3 separate regions of the Mus musculus genome follow, and regions 1 and 2 are each linked to region 3. A link is a contact called in public Hi-C and promoter capture Hi-C data. All regions are on one chromosome and are shown on one strand. Each heading gives the region's core, a stretch centred on a gene start, on an enhancer-like site or on the middle of the called end of the contact. The rest is flanking DNA. Distances are from core to core; before and after follow the strand shown.

The links. Promoter capture Hi-C pulls out the DNA fragments that hold promoters and counts their contacts. A called contact is a pair of places that touch in the nucleus more often than the background predicts.
Region 1: a contact with region 3 is called in a promoter capture Hi-C map of liver, with 3 times the contacts expected there. The contact joins two enhancer-like sites. A contact is called at or near these places in 7 of 39 promoter capture datasets (3T3-L1-derived adipocytes, the C10 cell line, cranial neural crest and 4 more) and 2 of 115 datasets of contacts at active chromatin or transcription factors (CD8 T cells and DN3 thymocytes).
Region 2: a Hi-C map of liver shows a contact between it and region 3, with 2.6 times the contacts expected there. The contact joins two enhancer-like sites. A contact is called at or near these places in 2 of 15 datasets of contacts at CTCF or cohesin (large pre-B cells and pro-B cells), 3 of 484 Hi-C or Micro-C datasets (embryonic stem cells and liver) and 1 of 115 datasets of contacts at active chromatin or transcription factors (liver).

Annotation. Positions count from the first base shown.
Region 1 is chr3:60,468,162-60,471,216 of GRCm38.p6, reverse strand. No RefSeq gene overlaps it. Among named protein-coding and RNA genes, the nearest start is that of Mbnl1, 31 kb to the left of the region's middle. Within about 2 kb of position 1,621, at least 51 of the 459 cell types and tissues checked have an H3K27ac peak or open chromatin away from gene starts, as enhancers often do. A contact at or near this core is called in liver, where this site is marked.
Region 2 is chr3:60,607,181-60,610,531 of GRCm38.p6, reverse strand. The region is part of intron 4 of Mbnl1 (muscleblind like splicing factor 1); the gene reads right to left. Among named protein-coding and RNA genes, the nearest start is that of Mbnl1, 110 kb to the right of the region's middle. Within about 2 kb of position 1,446, at least 9 of the 459 cell types and tissues checked have an H3K27ac peak or open chromatin away from gene starts, as enhancers often do. A contact at or near this core is called in liver, where this site is marked.
Region 3 is chr3:60,168,231-60,171,661 of GRCm38.p6, reverse strand. No RefSeq gene overlaps it. Among named protein-coding and RNA genes, the nearest start is that of Gm24382, 42 kb to the right of the region's middle. Within about 2 kb of position 1,816, at least 35 of the 459 cell types and tissues checked have an H3K27ac peak or open chromatin away from gene starts, as enhancers often do. A contact at or near this core is called in liver, where this site is marked.

The DNA.
Region 1 (3,055 bases), core at 372-2,871, 300 kb before region 3:
TAGGTGATTTTGTTTTTGTATCATGATTTTGTGAATATAACATCAGAATCATTTAGGCCTATAGGCCCAGTCTTACCTCCTCAGCACCTGTGGATATAGTAGTGTCCCCTCATCTATGGGTTCTCTGACTAAAGTTTCAATTACAAGTGTCTAGCCACAATTCAAAAACATTATGTGGAAAACTATGGAAATGATACATTGTGATGGTTTAAATAGGTATGGCCCTATGAACTCATGTGTTTGAATGCTTAGTGATAGGGAGTGACACTATGAGGATTATGTGTGGCCTTGTTAGAGGAAGTGTGTCACTGTGGGGGTGGGCTTTGATATCTCCTATGCTCAAGCTATACTTAGTGTGGCACACAGTCTCCTGTTGCCTGTGGATCAAGATGTAGAACTCTCAGCTTCTTCTCTAGCATCATGTCTGTCTGCTTGCATGCTGCGATGCTTCCCACCATGAAAATAATGGACTGTAAACCTCTGAACTATAAGCCAGTCCCAACCAAATGTTTTCCTTTACAAGAGTTGCCATGGTCATGGTGTCTCTTTACAGCATAAAACCCTAACTAAAACAGATATATAATTTTAAGTTGCCAGAATTCTGTGCATGATGAAATCCCATGCCAGACTCCCTCTATGTGCCTAGTGGACCCACATTGTGCGCACTACCTACCCACAGTCAATTATTATCTACTTTGGTTCTTAGTAGCCCTGCCACACTGTCTTAGGACCTGTACTCAAGTAACCCTGTTTTACTTGATAACGACCCCAACATTCTAGAATAGTGATGCTCTACCCACTTTAATGTACCAAGAGAAGCCATGAAGGACTCCCTCAAAAGGAAAAGGCGAACACTCTTGGCAATTCAAGAAGAAAATAGATCTCATGGTGATGTAATTAATGTTCATGGTAAGGACACAGAAAACACTCACTGGCATAAGTAGGGTTTGGTGCCAATTGTTCTCATGCTTCTACTGTGAGAAAATCTTGAAATATTACCATTTTAGATAATGGGTGGACCACAGAAGTTACGTCTCTTTCCTGACATCAGTACTCTGTCTCTTCTGTCTAGAAGATGAGCATTTATGCTTCTGTGCATTTATTTTGGTGACTATGCTTGAGGTTTTGCCAGCTTCCCAACTTTTGCTCTGGCTAACTAATCCAGCCTACTGCTCTCTTTTTCTTCATCTGAATTTTTTGAGGTAATTACCAACACTGTTTCCTCGTGTCTTTCTTCTATGTTTGTATCAAATGTAACATAGATTTCACCATTTTAGCATGTTATCTGTACCTTCTGAAGCCATCAAGTGCATCCACATTTTTGGAACCTTTAGCTCTTAGCCTTCAGGACTTTCTCATCTATGAACACTGAACAACAACCTGCCCTCCCTGTGCTCCCTAGCAACCACTATTCTATTTCCAGGACTTGACTATTCTAGGTACTATACATAAATGGACTCACATGGTCTTTGCTCTCCTGTGTCTGGTTTATTTCATTTAGGTTCATAAGTGTCTAGCCTCTGTCCAAGTTACCTTCTTTTCTCAAGTTTGGCCAGAGTTCTGCTGTGTGAATATGCCACATTTTGTTCATCTGTCAGGGGACAGTGGGTTGTTTCTTCCCTTGGGGGGTTATGGAGGGTGCTGACCTACACATTGTTGTGCAAGTATCTGGTTGAGCCTCTGCTTCCAGTTCTTTTTGATACACACACACACACACACACACACACACACACACACACACACACACAAAATGATACATCCTCTATTGCCACGGTTAATGTTGGGAGGAAGTGGAACACTATTAAGTTTATTCGTGTCACACTGTCCTTCTGCATTTGTATTCTTGCTTCCTCTTATTCACCAAGTCTCCTTGTTAGTCAGGAAATGAGCTCTGTCACCAAACTGCAAACACATTAAAGGCTTCTCTTGCCATCACTTTTCAGCACATGCCCTCTACTGACCACTTCCTCTCCCTGGAAGTTGAGTTTCCATTCTGGGCTTCCTCCTCGCCTTCTCTGATTTTCTCATAGGAGCTTCTAGCTGTGTAAATGTTAGATACTGCTTTTTCTCATAATTTAGTCTGATAAATTGTCTCATCACACTGTATTTTCAACATGTTTCTACTTGAAGTTTCCATTAGCAAATAGTAACCAATTCTTAATCTTTCCCTTCAGAATGCATGTTTTCCTGGAGAAGTTTTGATGATACATCCTCTATTGCCACGGTTAATGTTGGGAGGAAGTGGAACACTATTAAGTTTATTCGTGTCACACTGTCCTTCTGCATTTGTATTCTTGCTTCCTCTTATTCACCAAGTCTCCTTGTTAGTCAGGAAATGAGCTCTGTCACCAAACTGCAAACACATTAAAGGCTTCTCTTGCCATCACTTTTCAGCACATGCCCTCTACTGACCACTTCCTCTCCCTGGAAGTTGAGTTTCCATTCTGGGCTTCCTCCTCGCCTTCTCTGATTTTCTCATAGGAGCTTCTAGCTGTGTAAATGTTAGATACTGCTTTTTCTCATAATTTAGTCTGATAAATTGTCTCATCACACTGTATTTTCAACATGTTTCTACTTGAAGTTTCCATTAGCAAATAGTAACCAATTCTTAATCTTTCCCTTCAGAATGCATGTTTTCCTGGAGAAGTTTTGATGTTACAAAGTCCTAGGTGTTTCCATGTAATGTGGAAGAAAATAAAATCAAAGATCTGCTTCTATTATTCATTAAGCAAGGCAACCATTATTTCTGTGACATTTCCTCATCTGTAAGGGGGGCCTTAAATATTCACCTAAAAATATTATTGGAAGGTTACAAAACAAAAGGTACGTTCTTAAGGATTGTAATATAACATAAAGACAAAAAGTCCACTCAAATTCTCTCCATTGTTTTGCTACCCATGATGTAAGTTGTGTGATCAATTGGATATGCATATCTTGGTTTTAGCCATACCACTCAGAGCATAACCTATGTTGTGTATTGTGTATATTTGATCCCTGTTATTCATTTCTTATCAAATTTTATCTATAAACTCATATTATATAACAAATTAAATTG
Region 2 (3,351 bases), core at 197-2,696, 440 kb before region 3:
TGCAGACTGCTAAATACAGATTTGGTCTGTTTCTTTTTCTGAAATGCCGAGGAAACTTTAGTCTGAGTTTACCAATCTCATTCAAACAAGACAGAACTTTTAGATGTAGTCTACATTGGTAAATTAAGATTAAAAACTTTTTTCAATATATTTAATCTCATAATTTAAAACAGGGTGAGAACTTAAGAAACAGACACATTTAAAAAAAAAATCCAAGCAATGTTCTGACTATATTTTCCTTTTGTGCAGTTTTCAGTTTGCACAGACTTTTGCATGGCTGTGATCAGGGTACAACTTGGTTATCATTTTCAGAAAGCAATGCCTTACTTAACAGTTTCAACATTTTCATTTTCCTCTATGAGGTCAATGTCACCATTTCCGATTGCACCTCAGTTATCAAACACTGCACACAGTATGGATGACTCTTCAGTGGATCTAGAGATTATTTCCATTGCTTTCTTATTATGAATACTTTTGCAAAGGAAATATGACAATAGGCATTTTGGATAATTTTCTAATTTGAATATGTAGAAATAAAATTTGTAGGTCAAAAATTTAAAGTATTTCCTGTAGTTTGATTTTCTTAAACCTAAATTAAAATGATCAGTTACACTAAGCCATACACAAAATCAGATTCAATCAAAAAAGACTACTGTGTGTCTTACTCTGTGAACATTAAGTAGGCTATTTATACAGTGTAACAGGAAACCGATAAAAGTTGCTTTTAATATAAAATGTAGCATTTCCACTGCAATATTCACCAAAACATCATAAATTCTATCTCTCATACAACTTTTGTAGGATAATTATAAACTTTAGTCAATAGGAAAAAGCTGCCAATTTCCAAAGAAATGTGAATATGGAATGATAAATATTTTGGTTAAATAAATAGGATAGTATCAACAAGGCACAAAGAAGATGGAGTTTGCAATTTTGGAACTATTTCTTGTCATAGAAAGACATTCAGAAAATGAAACAATATCAACAGCAATTAAAACAGAAATACTAATTAGTGTAAAGAAAACAGCTTATAACACAGCACTCAAATCTATTTAATATAAGTAGTTCCACTGTTTAGTCTTTATTTTTAAAAATGTAACAAATATAATTGAAAACAATAGGAAGATTTCCATGTCTCATAAGGTGGTGACTGTTGGGGGTCCTGGGGAAATCACGTCAATGCTGGAACTCTAAAGCTGGACAGTTATTGCACAGCTTTTCAGAAGAGATCCTCTAGAGGGCGCATGTTTGTTTTTTACCACATCTGTGTAACAAACTCAGCAATATTTAGAGAATAACACTAAAAGTCAGGAATGGAAAAATAACCATAATGGTGGCCAGGGACTTAGTTGACCTTAATATTCTGGGATGTCAACAAGTCCCAAGGACTTCATTTCTATTAAGCTTATCATCACATGTTAGCCTTAAAAGTCATTCCTGGTGGTGAAATCTCTGGGGTGGCAAACACCTTTAACCTGTTTAATCCTTACACCCTAGGACAGAGGACAGAGGAAGGCACATCTCTGAGTGCAAAGCCTACCATGTTTACATTCTGAGTACCAGAGAAACTAGGGCTATGCAGTGAAACTTTGCCAATCAATCAATCAATCAATCAATCAAAATAAAAAAGTATTCTTGATAATCAGTAATTTGATTATGGCTCTAATATTTATTCTAAAAAGAATACAAGAAAAAAAATAAAAAGAAACTGCTTGTACTTCCATGAAATGAATTAAGTTTCCTAAGTTTAAAACTCTGGTGAACCTCATTGATCAATCATAGTTAAGTTATATTTATAATCACATTTTAATATAAAATATAAATTTTATATTTATAATCACTTAAATCACACATAAATTTTGATTTATTTTTCTAAAACAAACCAACCAAACAAACGAACAAAAACCCCAGAGAATCTGCTTATTTATTTAAATATCTTTCAGGATTTCTGTTAAGATCCAATGGGTATTTTTTTTTAAATTATAATGTGGGCATCATCATCTTTTAGTTCAGAAAGTACAACATACCTATATTATTATTCACACTGGGTATGAAATATACATCATTATATTGTGTACATGTATACATTTGTCATTTAACTACATATCTTTAAAGGTCAACTATGAGTGTGTAGGAATGACCAACATGTATTAAGTCCATTTCAGGGTTTCTGTCACTCTACGAAATGCTGCATAAATTCAAAAGAACAATAATTCAGGTACAGCATTAAAGTCATCAACATGTTAAAGCCTATAACTCTACAGATATTTTATTACTCTTTCAAAATAAGAGAAATTTAAACATTAATTTAAATGAAAAATTTGTGAAATAGTAGGAAATGAGTAGTCAAGCCAAAGTTGGTAATTACCTTATATTAAAATAATTTACAAGTTAAAAACTTTTGTTTTGGACAAACTTAAATTAATTATAAAAATTAATAACTGACAGGGAAATAGTATTAAATATTTAAAAGAAGCTTGAATATACTTTGAAGAGATATTATATAGCTAATCTATGATTTAAAAATTGTATTCTTTTAAAATGTCTTTAATTTTTTAACGATATTAAAGTATTAGACAAGAAGTGGCAATGTATCCTCTACAAAAATACAAACTAAAAGGAATTGACTGATAAGCTTTTCCTGTTAAAAGCATTTGTTGGATCCCAGAAACACACACACACACACACACACACACACACACACACACACACACCAAGATAAAGAGTTGCTGCGTTTTTAATCTTAGTGAATATAAAGCCTTTTATTTTTAATTAAGTGTCCATGTGTGGGTTTGCACACATGAATGTAGAGCCCACAGAGGCTATAAAAGGGCACTAGAATCCCTTGGACTTGGATTGGCAGGCAGTTGTGAGTCACATGGGTCCTCTGGAAGACGAGTAAAAGAGCTTAAGTGGAGAACCATCAATAGCTGGGGACTTTTGCTTTAATATAATACTAAATTCATTAAACTCACTAAAATACCAATCTATATATTCTTGTTTCTTCTATGTGGCTTTCAAATAATACTCTGTGTCCAAGTCATAAGAATTATATTAAAATTTGCCTATATGTAAAGAATTAGCACATGCTTGCATTCCAGTAAAGTAGAAACTTGTATTTCTATTACTTTAAAAAAAATAATGCCCTCACAGAACAAGAGTTGTTTATTTAAAAACAAGCCCCACCTGAAAACAGGAGGCGGCAAGGAGTTTGCTCAGCTTGTTTGGAATATTTAACATGTTCTTCTCACAAAGGGTGATGATATAAAATGGTGCATTTAATTAACCAAATAGCTATCTAACGTCTTAGTAAGTCTTTGAAACACGCAGCCACTGAGGTGGCTCCTCAGT
Region 3 (3,431 bases), core at 567-3,066:
AAAACAAAAACAAACACAAAGCACCCTTTATTGTCTTTTCTTATTTTTTATTTTTTCAGACAAGGTCTTTGACAGTTTACATTGTCAAGCAGCCATAATCTAGAGTCTCCTGGGAAGTCAATTTTAGAGGGTTCAGGTAGACAAAGTTTGCTTCAGTCTCTAGGGGACTCTCTTGGTTGTAGTGATTGATGTAGGAAAACTTGTTATTGTGGTCAACACCATTTCTTGGTTTGTGTTCTGGGACGTATAAAGGCAGAGAAAGTGAGATGAAATTAAAAAAAAAAAAGGTAAGAAAGAAAAGAAATTAGCTCTAAACTAGAGCTCTGGTCTGGCTGGCCAATGAGCATAGAGAATAGGCCTATGTCCGTGCACATCCCCATACGCAGTGCTGAGGCTGCAAATATCACCTCAGTACCAGGCTTTTGTGTGGGTGAAGCAGATCAGAACATGAGTCCTTGTAAGTAGATGGCAAGCTCTTTTCCAACTGAACTATCTCTCCACTACAGACTTCCACTTCTATATTCCTTGTTTTCCTGAGATATGGGGGAAGTGTTTTCATTATAAACTTATTATAAGCCAAAAAGTATTATATGAACCCAAATTCTAGGAAATATAATAAGATTCAATAATTATAAATGAGCCAGAACAAGAACTGTGCTCATATTTTCTCATTATTATTTTATCAAATCCTTCAAACATGCCACAATGATGAGACTATTTTACAGTATAAAACTACCAGAAAACTTATTTGTCATTAGCATTTAATTTCATTTACTGTACATATGTGCACTCATGCACACATACACACACATACACACACAAACACACACACATACACACATACATCCTATTCTTCTACATTATCAATTCAATACATTTTATTTTGTGATACATTTCAAAAGTAATAAAACTTTTCTGTATACTTTTGTGTATATCATTAATTAAATATTTAGATTTAGTGTGTATAGGATGCTTCAGACCCTCCCATAGCCCCACCCCACCCTACTCTGCCCTTTATTTACTAAAGTAAGTAAAATAAACATTTTTATTTACTTGTTTTAAATACTTGTGAATGCACAGAATTAAGTTCTGTCACAACAAATGAATGTGCCCTAATTAACATCCATATTGTAATGGTCTCAGAAACTGCCCCCTTTCTTTTCATGGTTAATTAATGCCCACTTTCATTCAGGGTGGAAAATGCTTTTCTGATTTCTTTGTATTTTCAATTACTAGAATTCTCTGTGAGGAGAATCACACAATCTGTATTTTGAGGTAAGATTTCATGCACTCAGCATAACGATTTTGAGGTCAGTCTGCATTTTTCCGTGTGTCAGCAATTATTTTTTCTTGCTATGATGTGGTGTGTTGTATGTCTCAGTCTTCTGAGGTGGCTTCTGAGGTATTTGCAGCATGTATCTACTTTGAATTGTTTGTATAGGAGTAGGATGATCCTGGGAACAGCTATGGTGACTTTTATTAACACAGTAAGCACTGTGATTTTGATTTTCAGGCATAAATCAAGGCACAAAGCAAGTTCAATAAAGAATGAATAAGAAGGGTAGCTGCTTGGACAGGCACTGGTCCTCATGGAAAAAGCTTTTCTTTTTAGCATCTTCAGAAGGGATGATACAGATCGGGTAACAATTTTCTGAACCCAGGGACATAAATCTTCTCAGCCCTCATAAATTGATCTTTGTGAGGTTTTATCCTGAAGAGCAAACTTTAGCAAAACAAGCAAGCAGGCAGGCAAGCCAACCCTGTCAAGGTGCTGCCAAATATGTGAAATCATGGGACACACATCATTCCAGTCCAGCTTCAGAGGCAACAGCAGCACAGTGGTGTGGGGGAAGGGCAGGGGGATGGGAATTTCTGAGACTTCCTGTACACACTGCCTTCTATCATCTGATCACTCAGAAGTTCTGGCTCTGGAGAGGCTTTTATCAACCAATTAGCAGAAACACCCAAAGCAGCTAGCCCACTTAACTGTTGGGTAAGTCTGTGGCCCCTTTGATGTTTGGCCTTGGCACACCAAGTGGTAATTCACAGAAAGATAAAAAGATTTAGGGCACTAAAAGACTATTCTTAGTAGATTAAAGCCTCGTTGCTAGTTCAATGACAAAGGTCTTTCAATATATATTTTCTTTCCCATCTAGAGTAAATATGCAGTCATCCTATGTAAATAATGAGAGAAAATTACAGCACCGGAGAGGAAGCCAATGAATGAGAAAGAGGTTAAATAACAGTCTAACGCTGAAGGAAAAGAACCTGTGTTTGCTAAGACAAATTTAATATCTTATTCCGACTCTTCCTTCATAAAAATTTTAAAAGTACCAGACATCTTCCCTATAAACCTTTGCTCCATTGGTGGCCCTGTAGTTACTGATTCTTGCGACCAATCCTTCTAACCTTGACTTCATTCTCTTTAGCCATAACAACAACAAAATGTCACCTAAAGGAAATTTAAGTGGAGAAACACAAGAAGACAGTGGATACTACTGATGTGAATTCCTTGAGAAGTGAACACAGTCTCTCTCTCTCTCTCTCTCTCTCTCACACACACACACACACACACACACACACACACACACACACACACACACAAACCTTGAAACTGGAACTGAAACTCAATGAGTGAGCTGCCCTGAGATATGTGAAGACCACTGAAGATGGACAACAGAGAAGGGATAAAAATAGACTTTAAATACAAGAGCTAAGAATGGGATATGGTGAGGGAATGTCAGACCTGAGGATGGCTGAGCAGGAAGAGGCCTTGAAGAGCCTTAGTAGTTTACAGAGGAATAGGGAAGAGGAGAGAAAGCTTGCTAAAAGATTTGTTACATTTCCTGTTATTTCTGTGTTCCTTGGAGGATAAATGTTAAAGCAGGTGCAACACACTTGTTTGTAGAGATTACTGGGTAGTTGATTAACTAGATAGTCTATCTGCTCTTTGTCCTGTGTCAACATAGACTCTTGCAGCCTTTGTTAATTGAAATGCTGATACCTTGGTAGATGGTGCAGTGCTTGTCAAATGTTTGAACCTAAGAACGTTAAATGTAGAAATAACTCTACCTTTGACAGAGATGATTTTAAAACAAGACAACTAAACAAAAACTTTTAAGTGCTTTCTATGAAGGGATAGTAAAATTTAGCATAGTTGTATTTTCTTTTATCTGGAAAGATTAAATACTTTGAAGGCTGTGTTCTGAGTTCCTTAACTCACTCTAATTAGTTGTCTTTGTTGGCAAGCAAGAATGTGAGCAAGTACGGGGACAGATGAAGAAGGAAAATGAAGCACATTGTTTAGCATAAATCTGCATGCTTCCCTGGAGTGTGCACTGCTGTTGTTTTGAGCAGTCTATGACACTAGGCATTGAATGTAACTGTAGGAGAATCTTTGCATCTTTGTAAAGGATTTGCTGATTTTTCCT